Linked DNA regions of Mus musculus: region 2 is linked to region 1. A link is a contact called in public promoter capture Hi-C data. All regions are on one chromosome and are shown on one strand. The core of a region is the stretch at or near the end of the contact, and the rest is flanking DNA. Distances in the headings are between cores, read along the strand shown. Region 1 has its middle 24 kb from the start of Gm42283. Region 2 holds the start of Msantd3 (Myb/SANT-like DNA-binding domain containing 3).

What was found. Promoter capture Hi-C pulls out the DNA fragments that hold promoters and counts their contacts.
Region 2: a promoter capture Hi-C map of hippocampal neurons shows a contact between it and region 1, with 5 times the contacts expected there. The contact joins the promoter of Msantd3 here to the enhancer-like site in region 1. A contact is called at or near these places in 6 of 39 promoter capture datasets (the C10 cell line, cranial neural crest, frontonasal cranial neural crest and 3 more), 1 of 115 datasets of contacts at active chromatin or transcription factors (double positive thymocytes) and 2 of 9 other capture datasets (adipose tissue and liver).

Annotation. Positions count from the first base shown.
Region 1 is chr4:47,516,604-47,520,961 of GRCm38.p6, reverse strand. No RefSeq gene overlaps it. Among named protein-coding and RNA genes, the nearest start is that of Gm42283, 24 kb to the right of the region's middle. Within about 2 kb of position 1,906, at least 18 of the 459 cell types and tissues checked have an H3K27ac peak or open chromatin away from gene starts, as enhancers often do. A contact at or near this core is called in hippocampal neurons, where this site is marked.
Region 2 is chr4:48,537,952-48,542,281 of GRCm38.p6, reverse strand. It overlaps Msantd3 (Myb/SANT-like DNA-binding domain containing 3), which reads right to left and starts at 2,201. Exons shown (of 3, transcript NM_001145924.1): 1 at 2,011-2,201.

The DNA of each region.
Region 1 (4,358 bases), core at 657-3,156:
CACAGACAGACAGACACAGGCACACATACATACACACACTACAAACACAGACAGACAGACACAGGCACACACACACACACACACACACACACACACACACACACACACCATGCTCAGAAATCCAGCCGACTCTACATACAGTAACTCCATTCAGAGTATCCTTGTACCTCATAAACAGGACCTCAAGCAATGTACCTGGTCTCAACAGACCTCAAAGATTGTTTGCAAGCCAGATGTGACATGCTTCTGTTCTTGTCCTCATGACCAAGGACGCTGTCGTGCTCAGAAACTCTTGAATCCAACCCACAAATTATCAGCGGTTTCTGGTTTTCTTTGCATGTTGCCGGGGGGAGGGGGGGGAGGGGCTCGTATCCCCCTTCACTGTTCTGAAGCTCAGCCAAGGTTCATGTATAGGATCATAGCCTCCACTTAAGAAAAGGGAGGCCAGAACTTGGATGTATTGCTTCCCTGACCAAACAGCACAGTGAGTCCACGCTCAGAAGACATCTGACAAATCTTCCAGCCTTGTGTTGTGAAGCAAGACCCTGGCAGGCAGAGATTTGTCACAGCCTTGTGGGGAGCTACTAAAGGGGTTGCCACTTGTGCTTTGCCCTTTACTTGGCAACTCTTCCATCCTAGTGCCTGGGAAAATGAGGCCCTCTGTTTGGCCATAAGTTTGCAGCATTGGAGTGGAATTGAATCTGACAGGTAGGTATCCGTTTTCTGTGTGATGAATGGGCTCTTGGTTTCTGCCTCCTCGTCTGGAAGGTCCAGATCCCCAACTGGGGTGGCAGATTCACCAGGAGAAGTGGCATTGAATGGAGAGAGAGGGACCGACCCACAAGTTCCTGGGGCCTCTGGGAATTGGGTTACAAACAGAGTTGAGGACAAGTGAAAAAAAATCACAGTATCTTTTAGCTCAATCTAGATGTTCTTTGAATCAGTCTGCAAGCTCTATAGCCTGGAGATGTGTAGAGATACCAGCCACTGTCAAGAATAAGCTACAGTCATGACTTCCTGTTCTTTCTTTTCCCTCCTCCTCCAGCTAAGAAGGCTCCTTCCTTAATATGATCCACTCCAGGCAAAGCAAAGAGGATAAGATGTGTAGTGTGAAGCTCGGAGCCCAAGTCTCCTCTCTGGCAGGCTTATAATGAGGCCTTAGGCAAAGCCCCAATCCCCTGTTTACCTACCTGCAAAATGGGAAAGTAGCTCCCCCAGGCATGGTTCATTCTCCATATATTTCTATTAAATTACTCCACAGAATGCCACCCCTGTTTTAGAAGCTAGAAATGCCAGGTGACCATGCCTGCCCTTACTCTCCGAACCTCAGATAGGAGAGTGTGTGTTCTAGTTGTTTTTGCAAATGACACCAGGCCTGGCATCCTAACTACCAAGTCTACAAGATGCTCTGACCAAGATGGCTATGGCCTCAAGCCGCAAAAGAGAAGTCAACTGAAGGCTTTAGAGTCAGCCACAGGTCGCTCATAAGCCACGGGACAGCATAAAATCCTGAAGTTCTCTCTCGACCTTTGGTGTGCTCTTCTACAACATGGGAACACCCAGAGTTCTCCGGAGGGATGTTCAAAGGAATCCATGATATGGTTCCTCTAAAGCAGAATACAGAGCTGTCTGGTTCCTAGTAAGTGTCCAGTGATATTCTAGTTCCGCGATGATGGTGAGAAACATTCTAAAGGCAGAGGCCCTCGCACATCATCTAAAACCACGTTCCTCCGGAGAAGCTCCGGGGCCGCTTCGGGCGCTGCGTGGTGACATGCGCTTCTTGTATTTATCCCCCAAGGCTTCCTTTCGGCGGCTTCTTCCCCAGCAGCTGCTCTGTCAGGGGGCCATATGCCACCTCGCTGCAGAGCAGCTTTGAAGAAGTGACTGCCAGCCCCACAGGAGAACTGTGCAGCTGGGTTCGTGGCTCAGGGGCACAGGCCTCCATCACGCCACCGGCAGCCTGCCTGCAACTCCTTGCTGCTCTGGATGCTGTGAGCTCCAGCCCCAGCTCCACACCCCAGCACCTGTTCCTGACCCCACCCCACCACAGGAGCTCCAGCTCTGCACCACATGCTCCAGTCCCTCACCATGAGCCCCATTCCACCACCACCACCCTAACTCCCCACCCCAACACACACACACACACACACACACACACCAGAGCTCCAGCCCTGCACCCTAAGCTCCAGTAAGGCACAAGCACAAGTGGGCAGGGGCAGGAGGCCAGGCCTGGTTCCGGGAGGGGGTGCACATGGCAAGGAGGCCAGCTGGAGGAACAGGAGGGGACAGATGCCATGGGGGCCCGGATTTGTTCCTGCAGGAAGAATTCAAGGAGCTAATTGTCTCATTACCCGGGAACGATGTTCTCTATGGCCCTGCCACGCGGGGTAGAAAGATGCTCTGTGTGTGTGTGTGTGTGTGTGTGTGTGTGTGTGTGTGTGTGTGTGTGTGTGTGTGTGTGTGCAAGCGCATGCGCAGAAGCATTAGTGAGTGGATGGGAAGAAAGAAAGGGGAGGCTGGCCTCGGATTCTTCCAGATCTGTGCTGTAGAGCAACTTCTAGCTTCCAAACCTGGGAAGGAGCTGCTTTAAAGAATTCATCCTCAACAGTAGGGAAACATTCCCGCCACCTCCGTGTTCCCTACATCACCTTCAGGGCAACGCAGCATGGGCATAAACACCTCACACCCTGCCATTTCCCTTTGCCCTGAGTTTGCCATCCCATTCTTTACAGTGTGACAGTCCTTAGGTTCTGGCTTGCTCTTCAGGTCCCCCTTGCTTTTGTGCAGCAATTCTCAGCCCATTTCTGCTTCCTGCATTTGCAATGCTGTGCCCTCTGCCTGCCCAAATCAACCCATCTCCTTCAGCACAGTTGTCAGAGACCAGTTCAGCAGCCCCCCTCTTTTCCTTCAGCTTTTGTTATGTGACTCCTGTCTTTCTACATCTAATTTCAGACTTCCTAGTGTGAAAAGAAAGGTATATAACCTCTGCAGGCCCTTGACTCTCACAGTAACTTCCCACCCACACTGTGGCATCCTTGCCTCATAAGTGGAGGTCCTGGAAAGGGGGCAGGATAACCGCTGGACTCCCTCTTGCTGTGCAACCAGATGGGAGATGGAGAGAAGCTTTTCAGCAGAGCATCTCAATGTCTTCTCTGGGCGAGCTCTGGAGACACAGGACACCAGACTGTTTTTACCAGGCCAGCATTTATGGAAGCAATCTTTGAGAAGTGCCAGTTGCCACTGCTGGGCTCAACCTTTCTAGCCTCCTACTACCTCTTCTTTCTGAGCTGGTACCCTCGTATCCAGCGTACTCATGAATGTGTCAGTAGGAACTGCACGTTTGTGTGTGAGAGAGATGTAGGCACTGGTGTGCCTAATTAGACAGTTGAATGTTATTTTTACTTAACGAGTTTTAAATTTCTTTTCACGTTGTTTTTATATGGAGTGGAGTAGGAGGGTATACAAGTGTCATGCTGCACAAGATCAGAAGACAACTGGAGGGAGCCACTTCTCTCCTTCTGCCTTGTGGGTTCTGGGGCTCAAACTCAGGTTGTCAAGCTTGGCAGTGAGCAAGTGCCTTTACCACTGAGCCATCCTGCCATCTGTCTTCACAGTTTGACTGGCCATCTTAGAGCTGCAAGATGGCTGCTCACGACCAGCCTCACATTTGGGAGAAGAAGGAGGAGGAGGAGGAGGAGGAGGAGGAGGAGGAGGAGGAGGAGGAGGAGGAGGAGGAGGAGGAAGAGGAGGAGGAGGCGGAGAAGGAAGAGGAGGAGGAGGAGGAGGAGGAGGAGAAGAAGAAGAAGAAGAAGAGGAGGAGGAGGAGGAGGAGGAGGAGGAGGAGGAGGAGGAGGAGGAGGAAAGTGAGGAGGGGGGAAGGGGTTGGGGAAAGAGATAGCTCCTCCCTCAGGGAAGAAAAGCTTTCCTGAAATCCCAACAAAGTCTCCACTTGCACAGGCCATGCCATGCTCGTGACTGCCCTCAGATGCAAGGGAGACCAGGAATGAAGTTGTTTCCCTGGGCACAGAGGAATCCCAAACAATGTCAAGATGCTATTGATAAAGAATGAGAAAATGACACAAATCTGTGGATGACTTAGCTCTGACGTCCTCACTAGTAGTGAACCTGAAGCTCTATCAGACATACCCAACTTCTTTATTTCACGTTTTATCTTCATGGTTCATGCATGAAAACCATGCAATTGAGTCACATCTTTTAAAAACCAGGGGGTCAAGTCGCATAATTCTTTAAATTTGTGATTTTGAATCAGCTACATTCATAGCTGCCCTGGGTCATCTGCATAGACTTAGATAGACGGCCCCTGCCATTCTCCACCCTCTTTTCTACACATTTAGAAT
Region 2 (4,330 bases), core at 952-3,451, 1.0 Mb before region 1:
TAGATGAGGTCCCAGCTGTCTATCTCCCCCAGAGCACTTGCTCTTTCCACTGGGCATCTCTGTGTACCCCCAAATTCTCTTCTGAGTCCTAGTTTGAAACAAAACTCCTTTATCCAACAAGTCTGTCAGGCACACTCATGGGAAAGGTGTAAGAAATTGGGAGAGGGCAGGGTGCCTTCTCTGAGAAGGGGCCAGCCATGCTTCCAGCAGGCTGTGGACTAAAGCGCCCAGTTCCTTTCCTTACTGCCCTCCCCCCCTACTGCCGCCCCTGGATATTTCCTGTCCTCCTCATTTTTTTCATGCAGGCTACAAAGCCTTTCTCCCCCATCCCAAACTGAAACTCAAAAGTTTCTTCAAGCCCACTGGGACACTTAAGTGAGGAAGGGTCGCAACTCCCCTTCTTCACATCAGTTAGGCCGCTGCTAAGTTAACCACTTATCAACCTTGGGGGCTGTTTGCTATCGTCATCTCCCGAAACACAAACAAACACTGCTACCAGGAACCCCTGCATCCCAAGTCGCAGAACGCTTTTCCAGGCCTAACGACAGGGTCTGCATGGCTTCTGAACGCTTTCACCCTGCTGCAGGAGTAAAGAAAGACAACTTCTGATCTTTCTTCAGGACCTCTCCTGCTACCTCCTCAGAATGGACCTGTCGCAAGACGCAGCTGTGGGGAGAGTAAGCGGATGACCCCATCTTTCTCCGGGTTTTGAAATACTTTTTCTCCATCCCTTTTCTTGCTCTCCGGTCTCAAACTCTCGTAGCTGGCCTCAATCCTAAACTCAGGAACTATTTTATTAACTTTCAACAATTTCCTGGGTAACTACACACGCATGGTCTCTTCGGATATGCGAAAATCCCACACACACAACTCAGGCCCTATTATTCCAGCTCCAGTTTTAAATGTGTGAAAATATGTGTCTTTATCCTAGAACCATTATCCTAAGTACCGCAAAACATTTTGTACTTATCATAGCAATAAAACATCCATTCTCAATAATCACAACAGGAGACTAAATTCTTGTTTCTTACTCCAACATAAAAACCCTTCCTGCAATTTACAGATTGCCCGTGCGATGGTTTAATAATTCAAGCCAACTGTTTAGGACCTAGGGCCTGGGACATGAAGTGCTTAATTTTAGCTATCAGCCGACACACATTATCTCTCACAATAGTACTTGGGGGTGGGTATTACATCACACCCTACTCCCCCATTATAGAAACATCAACCCAGCAGCCTCAGAGTAAAGGAGCTTTCCCAAGGTCAGTCGGGCAGGGATGTGATGCACTATTTCCTTCTAAGATCCTCTTTAGGAGGGACCCAGCCCTTTATACCTCTGGACCGGACTGGAGGAGGCAGGGGGTCTCAATGGAGACAAGTACTGAAAAGCGGTGAGCACAGTTCCCCCGCACACAGTGGGGATATGTGGACCGGGGCTCCGCGGGGTCAGCCGGGTTTCCCCCCAAGAGCCTCCCGGGCCCCGGGCTCCAAGCTCCCGTCCCGGGAGCTCCAGCGCGTCTGCGAGGCCCGCGCGCCGGCGCTTTGTACGCGGCAGGCCGGCCGGGCTCCCGGGGCACCGCGGCGCGCGCAGGCGGCCGTCGGCCTGCGGGGAGGAGGGCGCGGCGGCTCGGCCCGGGAGCCCGCCAGACCCCCGCGCTCCCGCTCCGCCCGCTTTCCCCGCCGGCCGCGGCCCTCCGGGCCTCAACCTCCTACCTGCAGCGGCGGCGCGGCGGCCGCAAGTCCCGGGGAGGGGCGCGGAGGCGCGGGCGCGGCGGCCTGGGCTGCTCTGGCGGGCTGGGCGGCCGGCAGGGCCGCGGGCTCCAGGCGCCGGGCGGCCGCGCGCCCCCGGCCGGCCAGGCCCCGCCGCGCGCGCCGCGGCCACAAAGCCCCGCGCCGCCGCCCCCTCGCGGGCCGCTGCCGCCTGCCGCTCCGTGGGCGCCGCGGAGGGCGGGAGCGCGGCCCCGTGCAGTCCCCCACCTTCCCGAGCCCCGGTTCCGCCGCGCTGCCCACCTTGGCCCGGGAGCTGCGGAAGGGGCCCGTCTCCGCCAACAACAAAAGAATGCATTTTCCCACACCGGGGATGTGGCAGTCGCCCGCACGAGTTAGCGCGAGCCTCCTGACTGACGTGGGCCCTTTTCGTCGGGGACTCCACGAGGCTGGGAACGGCACCCCTTCCTACTCTGAGTTCAGCGCCAACTTTTGTGATTCTAATGGGCGGGATGTGTCTCCAGAGATGGGGTGTGCGCTCCCCCTCCCCCCAAGGACCCCGGCTACGTGCACCGACCTCAGGACACGACTCAGACCCTGTGTGCCTACCCAGTGGGACCCAAGGCGCGCTGCGACGAATGCCGGGCGGCTTAAACAACTGGGGGCAGGGGTCCTTCTGCCGACAAGGCCTTCACCCCTCCCCCCAGGATGAAGACGGTTTCTTTTGCCATAGATCCGTGAAGAAGATTCCAAGCCCAGAGAAGGGCAAAGAGAAGGTTCTCAAACTTTTTCTTTTTAAGCGAGATGAAACTCAACCAAGCGTAGAGATAACAATTTAAAAATAAACAATCCTGTGGCACTCATTACACTTAGAATAGCCAACGATAATCACTTCACCTCCTTATTCTTAAGGGTTCCATCCGAAGGAAACCCCCGCACCAATTACGTAGTCACTCCTTTGCCTAGTCCCTGAAAACCATTAATCTCTTTTCTGTTTCTATCGATTTACCTTTTTGTACATTTCATGTAAATGGAGTCGTGTGTCTTTTTGGAGCACGCGGCAGGTTGTGTGTATGTGTGTATGTGTGTGTGTGTGTGTGTGTGTGTGTGTGTGTGTGTGTGTGTGTGTGTAGTTGGGGGTGGTACTCACTAAGCTGCCCAGGTTGGCATTGAACTCTGGGGCCCAGGCAGCCTACAAATCTACAAACCTCCTGCCTCAGCTTCCCTAGCTCGTAGCTGATATCACAGGCCAGCTTCATTGGGCCTGGTCACTCTGGCCAGGTCAAAGAATCCAAACAAGGTTCATCCAGATTGTAGCATGCCTCTTACTTCATTGCTTTTTGTGGCTACATAAGCTGACCATTGTGTATTCTACAGTTTGCATATCTGTTCTTACAGAAATTAGTGGATGTTTAGATTATTTCCACCTTTTGGCTAATGTGAACTGGTTCTCTGAAAACCCCTAGACATGCATTTGTCTAAAGAACCTGTTTCCAATTCTTTGGGATACATACTTAGAGTAGAATTTCTGGATCATATGTGGTAATGTGGCCATGTGTAACTTTGTTGTTGCTTTTTGAGGCAGGGTCTCCTCTAGCCCAGGCTAGCCTCAAACTTGCTATGAGGCAGAGAATGACCTTGGATTTCAGATCCTCCTGCTTCTGCCTCTGGAATGCTGGAATTACAGGCATGAGTCACACATTCAGTCTTTAAACAGGTGATCATCCGGTTTTTGAACTGGGGAAAGAACAGAGAGACAGCCTAACATTTTCTGGTATGGAGGCAGAAGCACCTATAAAATACTAGACTAGAGAGTTGTAACTACTTTTTCTGCCTTGTGTTAACAATAACTTATCTACTGTCCCAGGAGCTTTGAAATTGCCCAGAGTCAGGAAACTGACTGGTGGGTGGGGAGGGTGCTATTGGCTAACAAACTTTATGATTTGCACTTAGGCCTTCCAAGTAATGTCAGATCGGAAGTCCTTAAAGATATTGTTCTGAGGATGTAACCAAAGGAAAACTATTAGCCGGGCGTGGTGGCGCACGCCTTTAGTCCCAGAACTTGGGAGGCAGAGACAGGCAGATTTCTGAGTTCGAGGCCAGCCTGATCTACAAAGTAAGTTCCAGGACAGCCAGGGCTATACAGAGAAACCTTGTTTCGAAAAACAAAACAAAACAACAACAACAAAAAACAAAAAGGAAAACTATTGGACTGAAATTTGAAGATCAATTTAGATTGGAAATTTGATTGATAGGTAGTAAAGTATGGGCAAGCAGGAGATGTACCACGAGGACCTATATACTACATATTTCTTCATGACATATTTTCTCTTCCTTGAATCTGTGTTCTCATTGTTTATGAGGGAGTTAACAATGCCTACGTGATGGGGTGGTGTCTTAGTCAGGGTTTCTATTCCTGCACAAACATCATGACCAAGAAGCAAGTTGGGGAGGAAAGGGATTATTCAGCTTACATTTCCACGTTAGTTCATCACTAAAGGAAGTCAGGACTGGAACTCAAGCAGGTCAAAAAGCAGGAACTGATTCAGAGGCCATGGAGGGATGTTACTTACTGGCTTGCTTTCCCTGGCTTGTTCAACCTGATCTCTTATAAAACCAAGAC